3 separate regions of the Sus scrofa genome follow, and regions 1 and 3 are each linked to region 2. A link is a contact called in public Hi-C data. All regions are on one chromosome and are shown on one strand. Each heading gives the region's core, a stretch centred on a gene start, on an enhancer-like site or on the middle of the called end of the contact. The rest is flanking DNA. Distances are from core to core; before and after follow the strand shown. Region 1 overlaps ACIN1 (apoptotic chromatin condensation inducer in the nucleus). Region 2 holds the start of PRMT5 (protein arginine methyltransferase 5). Region 3 holds the start of C7H14orf119.

Region 1 (3,248 bases), core at 67-2,566, 130 kb after region 2:
TATGAAAGCTCAAAGAACCAGACCACTTTTACCTGCTCAGAGGTGTAGGAACTGTTCTTACATTCGGCTTTCGCCCAGTTTCTCCCACTCCCTCATTCCAACTTCCAAAAGATAAAGAGAGCAGGCCTCCCAGTCAGGACACACCCTCCCCCACACCATGCATCTCCCCCCACAAACACCGAACCCACTCCCCTACCCCACTGAATCACACAAGTTAGCTCCCACTGCAGGCAATAGATCCCAGAGGTTCACTTCAGATAAACTACCTTCCCATTTTCTTTTTTTCTGTCTTAACCCCTAACTTCTATCTCCAATCTCACCCCCATTACCATCCAAACACTGTGTGGGGGGATCAAATCAAGATGATCGAGGGCCTAAATCTCAGGAGAGGAGAAACCAAGTCTCCCCAGGTTGATAACTACCAACAGAAAATTTGGCATTCTCGACAGGCTGACTGACACTCAGAGGTCAGAACAGCCTCCCCAGAGCAGGCAGGGAGAGATGCACAGGAAGTGGGGAGGGGAAAATCGGAACTGTGCCCCCAGCTAATAGGCACCCACAGAAACACGAGATTCAACTGCCTAAATCTAAAGAAAAAGCTTATCCAAAAAATACCTATTTCCCACACAGAGAGGGCAAGTGGGGCCAATTAGAAATCAAGCAGGAAGGACAAAGGGGGAAAGCAGAATGATTAAAACAAACCAAAACGAAAGACAGAATGAAAGCCATGGGGAAGAGAAGGGAGATGGGGTGGGCCAGAGCAGTAGGGAAAAGGGATACATGGAAATGTGCAGCTCTCACCCTTCTTTGCTTTCTGATAACATGATTTTTTTTCTCCCCCTGGAAGTGCTGTTTATCCCTTTCTGGAATGGAAGAAATAACAAAAACCAAACAAAAAAATCCCAAAAAATTAAAAAAACAAAACACCTTCCTTGCCCCAAGATCCCACCACCTCCTCCCCAGCCACCCGATCCAGAGAGAGAAAATCAAGATGTAGCAACTGGGGATCCAAAAAACGGTAAATGGAAAGGGAGGTGGTGGTGGTGGTGGTGGTGGTGGTGAGGGGAGGTTAAAATAGATCTGGCTTTTAAGAGATAAGCGTTAAGTCCTCACGGCAAACCCCGAATTCAGCTGGCTTGGTCTCTCCGGAGAAGGAGGAGGAAGAGGGCCAGGCTGCTGGTAGTGGCTGGCTCTATTGTATTGGCGGAGCGGCGGCGATCAGCCGGAGACATGCAGGGGAGCCATCTTGCCACTTACCCAGCAGCCCGTGTGTGCGGATGGGGGAGGGCCCTGCTGCAGCAGGGGAGGGGAAAGAAAAGAGGGAGGCGCTGAGTGAGCAAGGTTCTCAGCCTCTGGCAGGCCGCTCTGAGCTCACTGCTGGCTCATAGGCCTGGCCTTTTTCCTTCTTTTCTCGGGTTACAACCACTGAAGCCTAACCCCACAGGGAGAGGGTACTCTCTCCTTGTTTCCCTGGGGGCGGGTGAGGGGGCTGGGTGGAGAGGACAAAGTTACAGCTGCTTGCTTGGAAGAACCCCGAAAATAGAAGGAAAGGAAACAGCCGAGCTGGGAGTGAGTTTAAAATGCTAAGAAGATAACAAAGGCAAAGTTGGAAAGAGACAGAGTGGAGGGCCATGAGCAATTTTTAATATGCCCACCTTCCTCTATCCAAGAGGGGAGGCACGGAACACTGAAACAAGATCAGCTGCTTCAAGGTGGGGAGGTGGGATGAGATTTGGCACTACCCAATCACCATACAGTAACCGGTTGCTGACCCTGAGCAATGGGAGCAATGGCCACGTGTTCCTACTCCAACCAGTCCTTTCTTTGAGATGGAAGGAGTGGATAAGCAGAGTGCCTTTCAGAATTAGCAGCAGAGGAGGGGAGAGGTGTCTCCAAAGAGATGACAGACAACCTTGTTTCACAGAGTCTTTAATAAGGTCACCCTGCCCCAGGGTCTGCTGGAGCCATAAAGGAAAAGGATAAACAGGGCAAAGGGACCTCGGATAGCTGAAGCACAAAGGCCACTTCTTGGAGCAAGGGCTCCAAAGTGAGGGCTCTGAAGCAGATAAGAAACTGAAGTGAGAGAAGTGCTATTGGGGCTGGGGGTGGGGGGCACGGGGGTTGATCTGGTGGGCAAAAAGTGACTGGGAACTAAATGGAAATTATTAATTACAGGTATCTTCTGACTAAATGTAAAAGGGGAAGCTGACTCTACCCATTCAAAAAAGCACTCCGAGTTTGCCCAAAAATGTTCATTTGTTGGCTGCTTTAGTATCCTAATGCCAGTAAAGGTTTAACACTAATACAAGCTTTAACCAAAAACTTGGTATTATTATTTGTAATACCAGAACTTTTAACCAGGACTGAAGTTTCCTCCCTGCTGCTTAAAATCTTAAATTTACACAACTTCATGCTAAAGGAATCATGTTTATACCTCACATTAAAGTTTCTTTTCACTTAGTGGTCCCTGTCTGCAGAGAGATTGAGAGTTCTGGAGTCAAATTGGTTAGGGCTCAATTCAGGCCCCAGCCCACCCCCACACTAGTGTGATACTGGGTGAGTTCCTGATCCTCTCTGTGTATCAGTTTCTTAATCTGTCAAGTGTGGGTAATAACAGTACTTATCTCATGAAACTGTGTGATAAGGACTGGCTCTGAAGAGTCTGGCTTGGAAGACACCCCAAATCAAGGTAAGGATATGCATAAAACACATGTACATTTAAATAGGCCATTATCTCTTTCGATGCCACCTATGGAGATTTTTTTTTTTTTTTTTTTTTGGAATGTCCTCAAAGAGAAACTGCCTATTCCCTGATGTAAAGGCACTAAATGGTACGACAGGTTCTCAGCCACACCCTCATCACTTATAATAACCCTAGTTTTCTTGCCCCTCACCCCCATGCTGCAGTTTCAAAGACTGCATCCTTTGACCCCTAGCTCAGGGCCTAACACAAAGGAAGGCTCAGTATTTCCCAATTAGGCTGTCACTATGGATACCAAGTGGATACTTAAAAAAAAAAAATTTTTTTTTGTCTTTTTTTGGGGGCCGCACCCCAGGCACATGGAGGTTCCCAGGCTAGGAGTCTAATAGGAGCTGTAGCCGCCGGCCTACACCACAGCAACAGTCAGATCTGAGCTGCGTCTGCAACTTGCACCACAGCTCATGCCAACGCCAGATCCTTAACCCACTGAGCAAAGCCAGGGACTGAACCCGAAACCTCATGGTTCCTAGTCAGATTCAGTTTCTGC
Region 2 (2,963 bases), core at 154-2,653:
TTACTAAGTTATGGAGGGGAAAAATCTGTTCTCCCCATCCAGGTTGTTTACAGATCTGATCTTTAGAAAGATTCGGTGAAGATGTCAGTCTTACCGCCTCAGAGTTCCTGCGGATCTTCTCCACTTTTGAGTCTGGACGAATCCATGGGGAAAGCTTGCCCACAATTAGTGTATTCCAGTCTGCACTCCCCAACCCAAGAAAGACAAAGACTGAGTGAGGTTCAGCACTTTATGCATTCAATTTCTATTTCTTAACAGGGAATAGTAGAGATGAGAGACAAAAGGCTTTTTCTATCACAGATACAGGAAAGCCTGATGCAGAATAGGAAACTAAGGCTTTGAGCAGTAAGCAAGGAGAGAACAAGAGTTATCCATATCCCAGGGTTGAACAAATACATCCAGGTCAAGAAAGGAAGAGGAAGAAGGCACTGATAAAACATAAGTTGTTACTGCCTCTAATAATTAAGGGGCATGTGGGATGGTCCCTACCCCTTCCTGACAGCAGTAGGTCTGATCGTGTCTGGGGACCCGGCCGATTCTTAGCAGGTTCCTGAGTGAACTCCCTCTTGAAACGCGGGTGGAAGACAGGCATGCAGAGGAAATCAAACCTACAACCACGACAGACCCAGAATCGTCATGTAAAGAGAGTAGCAGTGCCCAGCGATCCAAGCAATTGGACTAGGCTATCTCCATTCTGCACAACCCTTTCAGCTGCCATTAGTCAGTCACTCGAATGGGCTGCTGAATTCGGCCCATTTTAGGGAATATCACTTCCACTGCGTTGTGCCTCAATTTCTTCCCAGAACAGAGCCATGGAAAAGATGAGAAAAGAGAAAAGATGAAAATCCACGCCACGTGGACTTTCTACTCTGTTGTCACTGATTTTCCAAGACTGTCATATCCAGATCTGCTCCAGTACTACCCAGGCTTCAGCCCTCAAGGTTCATCTCTCCTCTCCCTAGCCCCATAACACTTCCTCCCACTCTGAGACAAGAACCTCGCACCTCGCTCTCCAGGGCCCTTGAGGTCGTACGCCCTCTTTTTGAGTTTACCTGATAACTCTCTCGACTTTGGGGTTCAGGGACCACACGTTCCCAATATGTCTTTCTTTCTCTTTCTCTTACGCTCCAGGGCCGGAGGCTTCTCCCTACATGGACTAGCGGTTTCTCCCACCCTAATCTTATCCACTCCGACCCCCTCACCCCTGCTTCCCAGGGATGACTGGTCTGCCCCTCTCAGTCCCCGAGTTCCGACCCCGCATTCTGTTCGCGGAAGTCCAGGCCCTCACCCCTGCTTGGCCACAGCCCCCAGTGTGTCAGCTATTTCGGGGACGCAATTCAGGTCCCTCCCGCTGGACACGCGGCTTCCACCGGCACCGCCGACCGCCATCGCCGCCATCTTTTCCCTCGCGCAGTCCACGCCGAGATTCCCTGACACTGGCAGCCAATCACAAAGCCGAAAAAAAGCCCCCGGAAGGCGGGACGAGTCTCCCTGACAACCAAAGCGTCTCCCAGGGTCCCGAGCAAGTGGAGGAGGGGTGGGAAGTGGCTCTTCCTGCCAATCCGCAGGCTGCACAGTGACGTAGGGCACGGCTCCGGAAGAGTCACCAATCTCAGGGTCTGGTTCTCGACAAACTTCGATCTCCCATAATGCTTCATGTACTGGTAAAATTCCGGTAAGAGACTACACGTCCCATGAAACCCTGCAGTATAAGCTTGAAGTGTCATCATTGAGAACGAAGAAGTCGTCTCAGGGCCAGTGGCGCAATGGATAACGCGTCTGACTACGGATCAGAAGATTCCAGGTTCGACTCCTGGCTGGCTCGGTGGGGCTAACGCTTTTGGTGCATCCCCTGCAATGCTTTAATGCCCCCTTTTAAAATTTCTTCGCTGTCCTCTCTCGCTCTCATTTTCAGGTCTTAATGTTATTGCATTCTGCAACTATTTCATGCCAGCGTTTAATAATACCTAGTTCAAAGATGGTTCTTGTGTCCCTGCCTTGGTGCATCCAAATGCACCAAGAAAACTGAGTTAATGGCTGGTGCTCTTAAAATGGATTTTGAATGGGCCTTAGTATATTTTTAAACAGATTGTGGCAATTCAGCCACAAATTCCTTGTGATTCGGTATCTCAAATACAAAAAGCAAACACTGAAACACACACACCACTGAAGATAAAGGAATTCATGGTGAGAGATTACAGTGGAGAGAAGTTATGAATTGACTGGCAGAGACAGGAAAGAGTCTCTACATTTTTCTTTTCCATGCTTGCTAGAGGGATGGAAAAGAAGGAAAGGAATGAAGCAAAAAAAGATCTAGGCAGGAGAAATACCTGAAGGCAGGAAGCCCAGAGGTGTTGCGGACTTGGCAGCGGGGAACGGAAAAGAGAATCAATACAAAAGGCCCTAGGCAGGAGGCCTTGACAGAATTTAGAGACCGACTGACAGGGAGTCTGAGAAAGGGAAGTCTGGGGGTGATGCCCAGAGTTCTGGCCTCTTTGAGCGAGACAAATGATAAAAGCTGGTTTAGGGAGAATCGAGGCTGGGGTTTGGAAATGCTGACTTGGACGTCTAGGGGGCGCTGTGTAATAGAGAGTTGTATGAACAGTGATCTGAACCAGACAAGATTTGCAAATCGCCAGAAGAGAGATAGTGACTGAAGCCAGGAGACCGAATGAGATCGCCGCAGTGGACGACAGAGTCCTGAGAAACACGGAATGTGTGTGGATAGGCTAAGCTATAAGGGAATACATTGTAAGCGCCCCAAAAGGATGAAAGTCAGAAAGTCAGAGAACTACGAAAATGCCTATGAAGCCTAAAAGAGTTGGAGGTGCTTGTGTCTCATCTTACTATTACTAGAATTTGTCTTTTTTTTCTTTCCTTTTTTAATGGGAAAAAAAAAAAAAAAAAAAGGTATATGGAAGTTCCCTCCCAGGCCAGGTATCCAGCCCATGCCTCTGAAGTGA
Region 3 (3,205 bases), core at 485-2,984, 160 kb after region 2:
CTTTTCCAGGGACCTAAAAGCCCTTTACTAATATTGTTCTCATTCATCTTCACAAGACCCCTAAAAGTGGCCATGGTCACTGCTCTCAAATGTACAGGTGTGAAATGCAGGCACATAGGGAAAATCAGTGACCTGGCTAGGCAATAAAATCAGTGACAGAACCAGTGCTACAATCCCTATTATCTTCTGCACTTCTGACTAATGTCCCTTCTAAATTTGGCCCTTCACTTCAAATAATTAAATTAGATTCAAAAATACATGAAACCAAAAAGGTTTTGGCCTGAATGAATTACTTGGTCAGTTACCCAGGAACAGGTCTACTTGAGTGAACTTGTATTGTTTCCAAGAGAGTGGCTCCTAGATTTGTCATATTTATAAGAATTTCAAAGAGGAGGCTACCGAACAAAATGACCAAAGATTCTATAAACTGTGGTCTGATCCAATACACATACGAAACTGTCAGCTTCAGTATAAGCAACGGTTTGCCAACGTAACCCTGAGCCAACCCAGCCCGAATTTGTACTATTCGGCCACGTACCCTAACCAGCACTAATTAAAACCGAGATCCTCACCTCCCCTGCGTCTACAAACCTCTACACATCAATCCATTCACCTACCTCTTGACAATCCCACCTTAATGCACAAAACCAGCCTGTCTCACCTCTCTCATCAATATTCACCAAACTCTTATCCACTCAAATTGCTTCTGGAAGCCCTATAAAGTATACACTCCTCCCTAAGCAAGTCCCTTCAAATCAAGGTTTCTCTTCATTTCACCTAATCTAATCAACTAGACTCCCCCCTCCCCCTCCACCGCTCCAATTCTATTCTTTCGGGTAAGGATACCAACCCCATCAACCCCTCCACCCAACTATACCCCTAACTCCGACCCAGCCCAACTCGCCCCCCTCAGGCCAGCAACGCCGATGGTTGTAGTGGGATTTAACTCCTTCCGCAGCGCATGCGCCGAGACCATAGACACAAACAAGGAGGGGGTGGGGGAAGGAGGAAGGAGCTTAAGACACTCTAGGAGAGTAGCGCACACCCTCCCATTTTGGGCTCGCGCCGCTACCGTTAAGGCGGGAACCGGCGCTATCTCCACTCCAGAGCGAGCCTCGCCAACCACCGTGCGCGCGGATCCGGAGGCTCGCGCTGGCGGCCTGAGCTCGCTCGCGCCGAGCCCGGACACTGCGCCTGCGCCGCGACAGAGACTCGGCTCTACCGGGTCTGCTCCCCTCCGACACGCCGGCAACGCAGTCTCCTCACCCCTTTGAGCCGCTTGACCAGGGCACTCTTCTGCCCGCTCTTGGCTAGGCCTCGCTGTTCCAGTGCGGCCTTCAGGTCGGTCACCCGCAGCGCCTGAAGAGGCTTCCCGTCCAGAGTCACCTCCTCCAGCTCCGCCATCTTGCGTGAGGTACTCGGGTCCGTCCCGACGGCTTCGGGCATCTTCGGTAATTTCCGCCAACGCCCTTCGAACGTTCCGAGCTGACCCCGCCCACTGCTAGAGTCAACCCCTCGATTACCACTTAGAATTCCCCGAATTCCTTCGGAACTGCTCGGGTGTTTCCGTCTTCACATCGGCACCAATCGGTTTTCTCCATCCTACCGGCCGCTCCTCCCTCCCTCGTGCTGCTTTCAGAGCTCGGTTCGCTTCGTCTTACCGAGGCTTTGAATCGAATCTGTTCGGAAGCTCTCGACTCTGGCATACCCATAATCGGAGTTATTCGGCTATCTCCGGACCTAAGGATGAGGCGCTAAGGCACTTGGGTGTTTGGGGCTGGTCCGGGACCGGAAGTGCGTGGGTTTCCGGGCTGGCCCTCTTTAGGGTTTTCAGGAAACCGGGAAGCGGCGGCGATGGTAGGATAGCGCTGTTGTGACGGTCTCCGGGTCCTCTGTGAGAGGAAACGGGAGGTAAGCGGGGTAAAAGTACCTCCCTGGGCCGAGTCAGACTCGGTGTTTGCGGGCTAGTCAGTAGGGCAAGCTTCCCATTCCCCTAGGGAAACAGCTGCCACCCCCCCACCCTCCGAAACCCTGCCACTCCCAGCTAAGGCTGTGTTGCTTTTTGGGACCTCGGAATGCTAGGCTCTGTAGCCTCCAAAGTTGACCGTGTCTTTGGACCCGGCTTGTCAACCAATTCATAATCATTGAACTTAAGTTTACCGTGAAAGCCATATCGCAAGACTCGGAAAAAGTTCTCCCTTTCCACGAAATAGAGAAGAAAATTCCCTTAGGAAGAATTGCTTCTTGTAGGGCCACTGTGAAAAAGGCAACGTCACTGGGAATGTTTTGGTACTGAACTGACGTAAATTGCTTCTGGCTTCCTTTTCTTTGTCACTGCAGATACTCCAATTTACAGCGGAAGAAATACAAACAGTAAAATAGGTCACAGACAAGTATTTTAAGGTTTTCATTGTTAGAGATTCAAACTGAGATTTGAAAACAATTCAAGTTGGCTGACCTTCCAGTTGCATTAGTGATGCGGATCAGTGGCAAGGCATCAATAGATATTATATTAAACATGAAAGAAAATTGTTCAGACATGAATTGTCACACATCAACAGCAGTAGAACACTTGTTAGAGCCCTAAACCACCAAACCAACTAGACTTTTTTCGGTCCTGAATAAACAACCACTTGGCTTTTTCTGTTTTTCTTACTTTGTTAATCTTATTTTGGGCAAGGTGCCCTCACTTAATCTGCTCTTTAATTTTTCCTGATGCTTTACAGGAAATAGAGGAAAATAAGGGGGTTATGAAGTTCTTGGCATATTTCAGAGGTTACATGCACATTGCAGAGAAGGCTCTTTCATCATACAGGATGTTTTTCCTTTCTTCTTTTCCCCCACTGTTGATAGCTTTGGAATGATTAGCACCTGAACCTCAACTAACTGCTTGATAAATTTAAAAATATGTACCTTTTTTTTCATTTTAGGCAAGATGTGTTGGACCTATATATTTATTTTGGGGGATAGGGGGTTCCTCAGCATGCAGAAACTCCCAGGCTAGGGATCGAACCTGTGCCCCAGCAGTGCCCATGCCAGATCCTTAACCCCTAGGCCACCAGAGAACTCCCCCCTTTTTTGGTTGGACCTATGTGAATCATTTTTTGTCTTTACTCAACCTGGAACATAGAATTAGAAGGGAAAGAATGAACACAGAATGTGGAATGTTTTGGTTATTTTTAGATTGTTTATAAGAATGATGGAG

Evidence for each region. A called contact is a pair of places that touch in the nucleus more often than the background predicts.
Region 1: a contact with region 2 is called in a Hi-C map of skeletal muscle, with 5 times the contacts expected there. The contact joins the enhancer-like site here to the promoter of PRMT5 in region 2. A contact is called at or near these places in 1 of 5 promoter capture datasets (fetal skeletal muscle), 4 of 47 Hi-C or Micro-C datasets (alveolar macrophages, brain, skeletal muscle and 1 more) and 1 of 2 datasets of contacts at active chromatin or transcription factors (alveolar macrophages).
Region 3: a Hi-C map of alveolar macrophages shows a contact between it and region 2, with 2.0 times the contacts expected there. The contact joins the promoter of C7H14orf119 here to the promoter of PRMT5 in region 2. A contact is called at or near these places in 3 of 47 Hi-C or Micro-C datasets (alveolar macrophages, heart right ventricle and liver) and 1 of 2 datasets of contacts at active chromatin or transcription factors (alveolar macrophages).

What each region holds. Positions count from the first base shown.
Region 1 is chr7:75,975,454-75,978,701 of Sscrofa11.1, reverse strand. All of the region lies in intron 8 of ACIN1 (apoptotic chromatin condensation inducer in the nucleus), which reads right to left. Among named protein-coding and RNA genes, the nearest start is that of CDH24, 15 kb to the left of the region's middle. Within about 2 kb of position 1,316, at least 71 of the 83 cell types and tissues checked have an H3K27ac peak or open chromatin away from gene starts, as enhancers often do. A contact at or near this core is called in alveolar macrophages, brain, fetal skeletal muscle and 2 more, where this site is marked.
Region 2 is chr7:76,109,445-76,112,407 of Sscrofa11.1, reverse strand. PRMT5 (protein arginine methyltransferase 5) reads right to left here and starts at 1,403. Exons shown (of 17, transcript NM_001160093.1): 1 at 1,289-1,403; 2 at 490-608; 3 at 95-180. The coding sequence starts at 1,398. TRNAR-ACG (a tRNA gene) reads left to right here and starts at 1,753; the gene lies at 1,753-1,825. It overlaps LOC110261594 (a long non-coding RNA gene), which reads left to right and starts at 1,623. Exons shown (of 3, transcript XR_002345942.1): 1 at 1,623-1,804.
Region 3 is chr7:75,949,576-75,952,780 of Sscrofa11.1, reverse strand. It overlaps C7H14orf119, which reads left to right and starts at 1,734. Exons shown (of 2, transcript XM_003128551.4): 1 at 1,734-1,911. ACIN1 (apoptotic chromatin condensation inducer in the nucleus) reads right to left here and starts at 1,578. Exons shown (of 19, transcript XM_021099243.1): 1 at 1,267-1,578. The coding sequence starts at 1,446.